2 separate regions of the Macaca mulatta genome follow, and region 2 is linked to region 1. The links are chromatin contacts, called in public Hi-C maps. All regions are on one chromosome and are shown on one strand. Each heading gives the region's core, a stretch centred on a gene start, on an enhancer-like site or on the middle of the called end of the contact. The rest is flanking DNA. Distances are from core to core; before and after follow the strand shown. Region 1 holds the start of MAP1S (microtubule associated protein 1S). Region 2 holds the start of FCHO1 (FCH and mu domain containing endocytic adaptor 1).

Region 1 (5,088 bases), core at 844-3,343:
TGATCCTCCCACCTCAGCCTCCCAAGTAGCTGGGATTACAGGTGCCTGCCACCACGCCCAGTTAATTTTTGTATTTTTAGTAGAGACAGGGTTCCTCCATGTTGGCCAGGTTAGTCTTGAACTAACCTCAAGTGATCCACCCACCGTGGCCTCCCAAAGTGCTGGGATCAGAGGCATGAGCCACCGTGCCCAGTCCATTCTAGATGTTCTGTCCACTGCTGGGTCTTGGCTGGGGCGCTTCCCTCCCACTGGACATACCAGTCATAGCATTTATCATTAAAAAACTCCCTCCTCAGAGAGCTCCCTGCCTCTTCCCCCTTCAGTACCAGTTTCCTCATCTGTCAATCGGGGACAAAAATACCAGTTCCTGCACTGTGGGTTGCTGAGGACTGAAGGGGTTATCACTAGGTCAGGGCTTACATTTGAAAGGTCTCAGCTGTATTACTACTGTTGTTATTTACAGCTGCACCCCACCCCCCATGCCTGGCACACGGCTGGCACTTGCCCAGTGAACAAGAGGTAGGGAGCAGCCAGGGGGACCCCAGCCTCACCTTTCACAATGCTGGAGAAGGTGGCAGAGTGTCGGGACACAAAGACCTTGAGCTGTTCATCGAGGTTGCAGATGCCAGGATCGACATCCCAAGACCGGATGCCTGGTGAGAAGGAGGGATCAAGGCGGGAGTTCAGCCAGGCCTCCCAGCTCCCAGGATATTTGAATAATGAGCACCCCGTGGGTGGGGAGCGCCCCAGCCTCCTCCCTTCACTCACAGCTTGAAGACTCAAAAGTACCCAACACCTTCAGGTCTCACTGCAGCTGAGCCAGGGCACCCAGAGCACACCTCATCATTTTACAGGCAAGATTCATCAGCAACAAAGCCTCCACCTCCTCCATCTCCACCTCCTCGCTGCTCCTATGCCCTGTCAGACCCATTTCCACTCGCCGCCCTTGCAACAGCTGTTCCCCCTGCCTGGAAGCCCATCCCCCTGCCGCCCCCACCTGTTCCTACTGGCCAAGGGCCCTTCCCCCTCAGCACCTTCGGGTGCTAAGACTGACTGTCCTCGCAGTCCCTTGCAGCCTTCTGATGCCTCCTGACACCATGTGAGCTGGAAGCTTCTTCCATCTCCTCACTGGCTTTGGGTCCATCCCCCCACCAGACCTGTGCTGGCAGGGCTGAACCTGTCTATCATCCCGGCCATATCCCTGTGCCCACTGCCCAAAGGCCTGGCGCATAACAGGTGCTCACTAAACACTCCTCAAGCACATGAACCGAGGTGCGTGTTCCTGTCCCATTTTACACGCAATGAAACGCGCAGGTCCAGATGCTCCGTGGAATGGGGGATGAACACCCATCTCCACCCACGGGCGCATCACGCCCGCCAGTCCCACTGTGCCAGTACCACTGTGCCAAGTGGCTGCAGGTGAACCTGGCAGGTGCACCTATGACTCAACTACCTAGGTGCCAAATCCCCAGGGCAGGCCGCACCCGCCCACACCCCAATTAGCAGCTCCTTGTGCGGCAACAGAAAGCGGGCCCCGGGGCTCCTGGCCCAGCCTCCCCCATATCTGCTTCTCCCTCCGGGAGATCTCTAAGCTGCTAAGACCTAGAGATCCAAAGCGACCCCAAGCCCTCCCCCCGGGCGGGCCAATCAGGAGAGAAGCGGAGCCGTGGTCCAACTGCACGGGTCCCCAGGCCCAGGCCCGTGTCCCCTCCCCGATCTTCACCCGGAGTTGGGGCGGGGCAGCCCTGCCCCAGCCCAGGCCCCGATGCCACTTCCTCCATGGGCACCCACAGGAACCCGCCTTTGCTCGCGTTGGGCGCCTAACGGTGAAGGGGACCCAACCCCGGGCCCGCGACCCCCGCCCCGGAGCCCGGGCCCCGCCGCAGCCGCCCCACCCCCCCGGCCCCGGGCCCAGACGCGCGAACGTGTCCGCCTCCCGGGCTCCCGCACGCCCCCGGGCCAGCCCGACCTCGTTCGAGCTCCTCCAGGACGTAGGTGAGGAGCCCTGGGCTGCCGAACTCGCTGCCCACCACGAGGAGCAGCGAGCTCGGGGCCGCTGCAAGCCCAGACCCAGTTACCGCCGCCATCTTCGGGCCGCCCCGGCGTTCTCAGCGCCCGCCCCGCAGGCCCCGCCTCTTAAAGGGGCCGCACCGGAAGGCCTGAAGACCCCGCCCGGAACCACCCCCTCCCCGCCCCTTTTTGTCGACCACCTACAGGCCCTTTGAGGTCGTGGAGATCAGGGAATGCGGGGCCTAAAGGGGTTGGCGGACTCCCGGGTGTCCGCTTGGGAGCCGCCTCTCCCAAGTGACCATTCATTCATTCACTTTTTTTTTTTTAATTGAACAAGCTTTGATCGCGTGCCTGGTGCATGTGGATCAGAATTCCTGCCCCCCAGGAACTCACATCACATGACAGTAGGCCGGATCAGAACCCGGCGCCTATGGATGGTCCCAGCTCTCTAGGTCAGGACTTGAACAGAGAAAAGAGCTCTATCTTGTAGGTAGGGCTTTAAGGGATGTGTAGGAGTTTGCCTTGTGTGTGTGGTGGGGCAAGAGCACCTGAGGCAGAAGTTTACAGCACGTGCAAAGTTTTAGAGGTAAGAAAGTACATGTGTGTTTGGGACACAACCGAAGCACTCTGGGCCTGCCTAGAACAGGGCAACAGTTATTCTGCACCTCCCGTGCGCCAGGCATTTTATTGCATTAGCTCATTACATACAAGCACAAAGCGATGAGGTAGGCACAGTTACTGTGGTCACTTTCAGAGGAAAGGAGAGGAAATTGAGATTTGGAGGGATGAAGTCACCAAGCCTGTCTAAGTGGTAGAGCCGGTTTGAACCCAAGTGGGTCTTACTCTCGATCCAGCCTATGCAAGGGACTGCCTGTGTTGCACACTTGGACACCTCTCTCCCCCCAGATAATCCCCTTTAGCCCTTTTATTTTATTTTATTTTATTTTGTTTTATTGAGATAGAGTCTCATTCTACTGCCCAGGCTGTAGTGCAGTGGCACGATATCAGCTCACTGCAACCTCTGCCTCCCGTGTTTAAGTAATTCCCTTGCCTCAGCCTCCCAAGTAGCTGGGATTATAGGCGCCCACCACCATAACCTGCTAACTGTTGTATTTTAGTAGAGATGGGGTTTCACCATGTTGGCCAGGCTGGTCTCGAACTCCTGACCTCAAGTGATCCTCCTGCCTTGGCCTCCCAAAGTGCTGGGATTACAGGCGTGAGCTGCTGCGCCTGGTCCCCTTCAGCCCTTTGACGCATAGGAGCTACTACTTGACAAATCATCTTGCTTGGAACTTTTGGATGGAACTTTTTGGACAGTGGCCCATGCCCAGGAAAGATTGAGCCGCCTTCCTCAGGAGTGAGCTCCCCATCTCTGGGACTATGCAAAGCAAAGCAGGACAGAAATGGGAAAGATCTGGGAAGGAGAATCAGCCTCCCGCTGCCGTTTATTATCTGGGTTGTTCAGCCCAACTTCCTCCCTGGCCAGTGTGTAACAGCCACTGGCCACGTGCCGTCTACCATTCTTGCACTACACTTCCTCTCTCTCTTTTTGGTTCTGGCATCCTTCCTCTATCCTTGTCCCTCCCCCTTGGCTCCCTTCCCTGCGTCTCGCCTGCCTGTAATTTCTTCTGTTATTGCTGTGAGCAGTAATACCAGTGAGAGTGTCTGTTTCGGGCACTATCTCCCCTACAAGGCTGGAAACTTTTGGAAGCCTGAGGCCTCTCTGGGGCCCTGGCCTTGTGCAACACGAGGCTTGGGCATCTGAAAAGGGATACGATAAAGTCTTTTGGAATGGGCTGAAAGGCCTATTGGTCTACCATTCATTCATTCATTCATTCATTCCTTGTGTATTTATGGATGGGTCCAGGATTTGAACCCAGGAGCTTCTGAATGGAAGGCTATCCACTTCCTTCTGCCCACGCTCTGAGTTACGATTCTTGGTAATAATGCTTTTTTTTTTTTTGAGACGGATTCTCACTCTGTCGCCCATGCCAGAATCATTCTCTGAGAGAGAGAGAGATAGAGAGAGTCTCATTCTCTCAAGCAGGCTAGGTTGGAGTGCAGTGGCATGATCTCGCCTGCTCACTGCAAGCTCCACCTCCTCAGTTCAAAGGATTCTCCTGCCTCAGTCTCCTGAGTAGCTGGGATTACAGGTGCCCATCCCCATGCCTGGCTAATTTTTGTATTTTTAGTAGAGACATGGGGTTTCACCATGTTGGCCAGGCTGGTCTCGAACTCCTGACCTCAAGTCATCTGCCCCACTTGGCCTCCCAAAGCGCTGGGATTATAGGTATGGGCCACTGCACCAGCCTGTTGGTATTAGTTCTATTACTAGTTGGTCTTACAGGGCCTGAGGTGCGAAGAAATGTCTCCACCAGGGGGATCTGATTTGGGGGCGAAGGTCTCCCCCACTGGGTTTTTGGGGGATAACGTCTTCCTGTCCCAAAGCATCTCCCAGGCTTGAGTACTCTGGTGTGGGGCATGTGGGGCGCATTTTCCTAGAAATTGAGAAGCCTGTGAGACCACTGCTCACATCTCAGGCATGGGACTCAGGTCTCTGGTTTCTGGCCCAGCTCCATGACTGTTTCAAGGTCACCATCCCCAGAGGGGTCAGCTGATGGCATTTGCGGGGAAAATGGAACCCTGGACCCTCAGGACTGCTGGATATTCTCATCTTCTCGTGACAATCATTTTCTCATTTTAACATTTTTATTGAGGTTTAATATAGATATGGTCAGGCTGGCCGTAATGGCTTACACCTGTAATCCCAATATTTTGGAAGGCTGAGGCGGGCAGATCACTTGAGGTCAGGAGTTTGAGACCAGCCTGGCCAACATGGTGAAACTCCATATCTACTAAAAATACAAACATTAGCCAGGTGTGGTGGTGCGCGCCTGTAATCCCAGCTACTCAGGAGGCTGAGGTGGAAGGATCACTTGAGCCTGGGCTGTGGAGATCGCAGTGAGCTGGGATCACACCAGTGCACTCCAACCCAGCCTGCTTGACAGAATGAGTCAGTCTCTCTCTGTCTCTCTCTCTCTCTCTCTCTCTCTGCAGTGGTGTGATCTCGTCTCACTG
Region 2 (5,088 bases), core at 680-3,179, 36 kb before region 1:
CACCACGATGGGGAAACTGAGGCACATGCCCCAGGTCACACACTCAGGCCACCAAGTGGGGATCTGAGCCAGGGATTCTCAGGAATTTTCTGTTCTCCCCATGGGTCTCCTCCCTCTTCCTCACTTCATTTGGCAAACATCTATCGAATGCCTACTGTATGCCTAACTTTCCCAGGTGCTAGAGTCTCCTTCGGCAATGCCCTTGGTAGACTCCCCCTTCCCCTCCCTCCTCCTGGTCAGCTGTGACCCGATTTAAAGAGCACTAATGCTGTCATTAATATCATAATGATCATGTCTGTATTTACAGAGCTTCCTCCTCCCACAGACTCCTCTCATCCTCCCAGAGGAATTCAGCCCATTTCACAGAAGAACAAACCAAGGGACCAAGTGAAAACACACACAGGTAGGGGCAAATTCAAACCTGGGGGTGTCAGACTCCCAGCCCTGTGCCCACCACTGGGAGGGGGCTCCAAGGGACAGGGCATGAGCTGGCCTGGCAACTCCCACCTCCTCCTGCCCAGGACCTCGCCCAAGAACAGGTTCGCCCCTGGTGTGGGTGATGGTATGTGGGTCAGGGTGTGCCCTAGGTGGCCCCACTGGTGAGACCAGGGTGGTGATGCCCCGTCCCAATGATTGCAGCTTGGTCCTATGTTTTACTCCCTGCCCCCATACCCCCAGCCCCAATATCAGAGTGTCATCATCAACCTATTTTGCAGTGCAGTAAACTGAGGCTCAGAGGATAGCAAGGCACTGTGGGAGGGTCTCCAAACCCAATACTCTCTTGACCCCAAACCACCCACATGTTAAGCAAAAGAGTGAATCACCATCAGACAAAATGTGGGCTGGGTGAGTTCAGAATCTGTAAAATGCAGGGTCCGAAGCTCCCAACCTCAATTTTCAAAAGAGGAAACCGAGGTTTGGGAAGGCGCTGTCACCTGCCCAAGGTCACCAGTGAAGCAGGTCCATTCGACTCTGCCTCCTGGTCCCCATTGCGGCTGGGGCAGGTGACTCGGGGGATCCAAGGCAGATGGAGGGGCCCCCCACCACCCAAACCTCCTCCGCACCCCACTCACAGCCAGCCTCTGGCAAGATCCTAATTTACCTCGATTTATTTTAATCCCCAGGAACAGATGCTAGCTGTACACCCCGCCCCTCAGTAAGAGAGGGACCCCCCCAAGTCCAGGCTCCAGGCCCTTCAAGGCCTGGCCTGGATAAACCGTGCCAGGCAGGGGACCCCACACTGACCTCCTCCCCAAAATTCCAACCTTGGGGTCCGCACAGAAGATGCCAGTGAAACGCCTCCCACCCCATCCTTGAGGTGGGGGACTGGGATGGGGCAGATTAGAGGAGGGGCCAGGTGACCCTCCAGCTCCTCCAGCCATCAGGCCTGGAGAGGGGTTCACAGTGGAGGAAAAGGGAAGCGGGTACCTCATCCTCGGTCCCCGGTGGTCTGCAGGCCGGAGCTGGGAAGAGGGAATTTGCGGGTGGTCCCCATCTCGGCCACCGCCCAGGGTTCCAGGCTGGAAGGGGAGCGGCGCCCCCATCTTTGCAGCCCCAGAACCCAGACCTAGGCTTAGAATAAAAGGATTTGGGGAGGGGTCTCGCGTCGTCACCGCCCCCGTGCACGCTCGGTTCTAGGCCAGGAGACGGTGGATTTGGGGAGCGGTCCCCGTTTCCGCCTGCGGACCCCCGATTACCACTTGGGGAAGAAGCCGGGGCGCCCACCGCTTAGCCCCTAACCCCTGCTCTCCATCCCTCGCGTCCCGCCGCGCCTTTGCCCTCCGCAGCCGCCGGGGCTGCAGGGCACGGTGCGCGTGGGAGGCTGCGCGGGCCAGGGTGTCCCAGGGGGTTCCGGGGGGCAACACTCACCTCCTGAGCTCCGGCCGAGCCCCGCGCTCGCCGCCACCTGCGGCTCGGTCGCTGACACCCGAGCCCGCCCCGCCCCTCCCTCCGCGGCTGCGGCGCGGCTGCCGACTGGCTCCGCCCCCTGGGCGTGGCCTACAAAGTCCCCACCCCCGCGACGGCGCCAGGAGGCAGGGCGGGCTCTGATCCCGCGCAGTCCCCCATTGGGCCATTTAGACGGCCGTCTCCGCCAGCCCAGCGCGCTGATTGGTCCAGCCTAAGACCAGGATCTTTTTAATAGTCCCCCCCTTTACGCCACCCGCAGCCATTTGCATAATTTAAAGAGACAGGCGCCACTCTTTCCCCCTGAGAGTCAGTGGTAAAGGGTAAGGAGCGACCAACGTTTATTCATCGCCCAGGCAGGGCTCATTTGATGACCCCCCACAAGCCTGTAACCGGAACGTTATTGGTCTTTATTTTACAAGTGGAAAATCTGAGGCTCAGAGAGGGCAAGGTCTTGTTTGGAGGCCACACAGCAAGTCTGCAGCCGGCCTAGGGCAGCCCCGGGATCCGGCCCCTTGCACAGGAGGTCATCCCCTCATAGGACATATGACAGTTCTGTTTTGGAGGTCGAACTCGATTGCTTGAGGTTAGGAGTCCGAGACCAGCCTGGCCAACATGGTGAAACCCCGTCTCTACTAAAAATACAAAAATTAGCCGGGCGTGGTGGCAGCTGCCTGTAACCCCAGCTACTCCGGAGGCTGAGGCAGGAGAATCACTTGAACCCGAGAGGTAGAGGTTGCAGTGAGCCGAGATCGCACCACTGCACTTCAGCCTGGGTGACAAGAGTGAGACTTCGTCTTAAAAAAACAAACAAAACGAAGAAAAAGAAAAAATAAACTTACACAACACCTGCCAGTCCCCCGTTCTACCCTCTGCTTAGGGACAGGGCACCCGGCTGATTGCTCTTGCCTCTCTCCACCAGCCTCCCAGGCTCAGTCAGGGCAGCCCAGGAGCACAGACCAGAAGCTTGGGAGACCCTAAGGATCTTCTCTTCCCTTCATCACCAGCATTTCATCCTGTGGATTCAGTGTCTCTGAAACAGTTCCAAATTCATTTTCCTACACCCCACAGTGGTCCAATTATCTTCAGCCTGGATGCTGCCTCAGTTTCCTATTTGTGCTTCTTGTTCCCTCCATCCCAGCCCTACACAATCCCTGTTCTCCAAGGCAGCTACAGATGTTCTTTCTTTTCTTTCTTTCGTTGTTTAGAGATGAGGTCTTGCTCAGTTGCCCAGGCTGGAGTGCAGTGGCATGATCATAGCTCACTGCAGCCTCAAACTCTCAGGCTTAAGTAATCCTCCTGCCTCAGCTTCCAAAATGCTGAGACAACAGTCATGAAGCACTGAAACTGGCCAGTTCATTTTATTTCCAAATAAACCTTTTATTTTAGAGCAGTTTTAGATTTATAGAATTATTGTGAAGATAATACAGAGAGTTCCTGTATACCCCACACTCAGCTTTCTCCTATTTTTTTCTTTAATTTTTTTTTTTTTAATAGAGACAGGGTGTCCCCATGTTGCCCAGGCTGGTATCAAACCCCTGGGCTAAAGCAATCCTCCCATCTCGGCCACCCAAAGTGCTGAGATTAACAGTCATAAGCCACTGCGCCTGGCCTATTATCATTATTATTTGAGACAGAGTCTCTCTCTGTCGCCCAGGCTGGAGTGCAGTGGCAGGATCTCAGCTTGCTGTGCAAGCTCTGCCTCCCAGGTACACGCCATTCTCCTGCCTCAGCCTCCCAAGTAGCTAGGACTACAGGTGCCCGCCACCACACCTGGCTAATTTTTTGTGTTTTTAGTAGAGACGGGGTTTTATCATGTTAGCCAGGATGGTCTCGATCTCCTGACCTCGTGATCCACCCGCATTGGCTTCCCAAAGTGTTGGGATGACACCGCACCCGGCCTATTATTATTATTATTATTAATTTATTCATTTGGTGAGACAGGGTCTTGCTCTTGTCGCCTAGGCTGAAGTACAGTGGCGCCATCTCAGCTCACTGTAACCTCTGCCTCCCAGGATCCAGCAATCCTCCCACCTCAGAGTCCTGAGTAGCCGGGATTAAAGGCACGCGCCACCACGTCCAGCTAATTTTTGTATTTTTTTGCACAGACGGAGTTTCACCATGTTGCCTAGGCTGGTCTTGAACTCCTGAGCTCACTCCATCCTCTCCCCTCATCCTCCCAAACTGCTGGGATTGTAGGCGTGAGCCACTGTACCTGGCCTGCTTCCCCCATGATTAACACCGTCCATTGGTATGTCCATTTATTACAATGTCTTTTATCTTTTTCTTTTTCTTTTTCTTTTTTTTTTGAGACGGAGTCTCACTCTGTTGGCCAGGCTGGAGTGCAGTGGCGCCATCTCGGCTCACTGAAACCTCCGCCTCTCGGGTTCAAGCGATTCTCCTGCCTCAGACTCCCGAGTAGCTGGGATTATAGGCACCCACCACCACACCCAGCTAATTTTTGTATTTTCAGTAGAAATGGGGTTTTGTCATGTTGGCCAGGCTGGTCTCAAACTCCTGACCTCAGGTGATCTGCCTGCCTCGGCCTTCCAAGGTGCTGGGATTACAACAGTGAGCCACTGTGCCCAGCCCGCCTCCCACATGATCATCACCTTCCACTGGTATGGCCACTGGTTGCAATGTCTTTTTTCTGTCCTAGAATCTTACATGACATTTACTCCTCATGTCTCCTTAGGCTGTTCTGGGGTGTGACGGTTTGTCAAACTGTCTTGTTTTTGGTGACAGTTTTGAGGCATGGCGGTCAGGTGTTCTATAAAATGTCTCTCCACTGAGGTTTTTCTGATGTATTTCTCACAGTTAAATGAGGGTGATGGATTTGGGGAAGGAAGACCACAGAGCTGAAGCGCCCATCTCATCACACCATATCAAAGGTACAAACTGTCAACATGCCTTACTCTGCTGGTGTTGACCTTGATTTCCTGGCCGTAATGGGATCTGTCAGGTTTGGGGGTTGTTTGTTTTTTGTTTTGTTTGTTTGTTTTTTGTTTCTTTGTTTTCTTGAGACAGAGTCTCGCTCTGTTGCCCAGGCTGGAATGCAGTGGCGCAATCTTGGTTCACTGCAACCTCCGCTTCCCAGCTTCCAGCGATTCTCCTGCCTCAGCCTCCTTAGTAGCTGGGATTACGGATGCCCGCGACCATGCCCAGCTACGTTTTGTATTTTTA

The links. Hi-C and Micro-C count contacts between places; a contact is called where the count stands out from the background.
Region 2: a contact with region 1 is called in a Hi-C map of cortical neurons, with 3 times the contacts expected there. The contact joins the promoter of FCHO1 here to the promoter of MAP1S in region 1. A contact is called at or near these places in 3 of 14 Hi-C or Micro-C datasets (blood, cortical neurons and fetal cortex germinal zone).

Annotation. Positions count from the first base shown.
Region 1 is chr19:18,215,708-18,220,795 of T2T-MMU8v2.0, reverse strand. MAP1S (microtubule associated protein 1S) reads right to left here and starts at 2,093. Exons shown (of 7, transcript NM_001265723.1): 1 at 1,970-2,093; 2 at 552-653. The coding sequence starts at 2,087.
Region 2 is chr19:18,251,089-18,256,176 of T2T-MMU8v2.0, reverse strand. It overlaps FCHO1 (FCH and mu domain containing endocytic adaptor 1), which reads right to left and starts at 1,929. Exons shown (of 22, transcript XM_077978433.1): 1 at 1,870-1,929. LOC144336861 (a long non-coding RNA gene) reads left to right here. Exons shown (of 5, transcript XR_013409266.1): 2 at 326-403; 3 at 4,014-4,156; 4 at 4,723-5,088.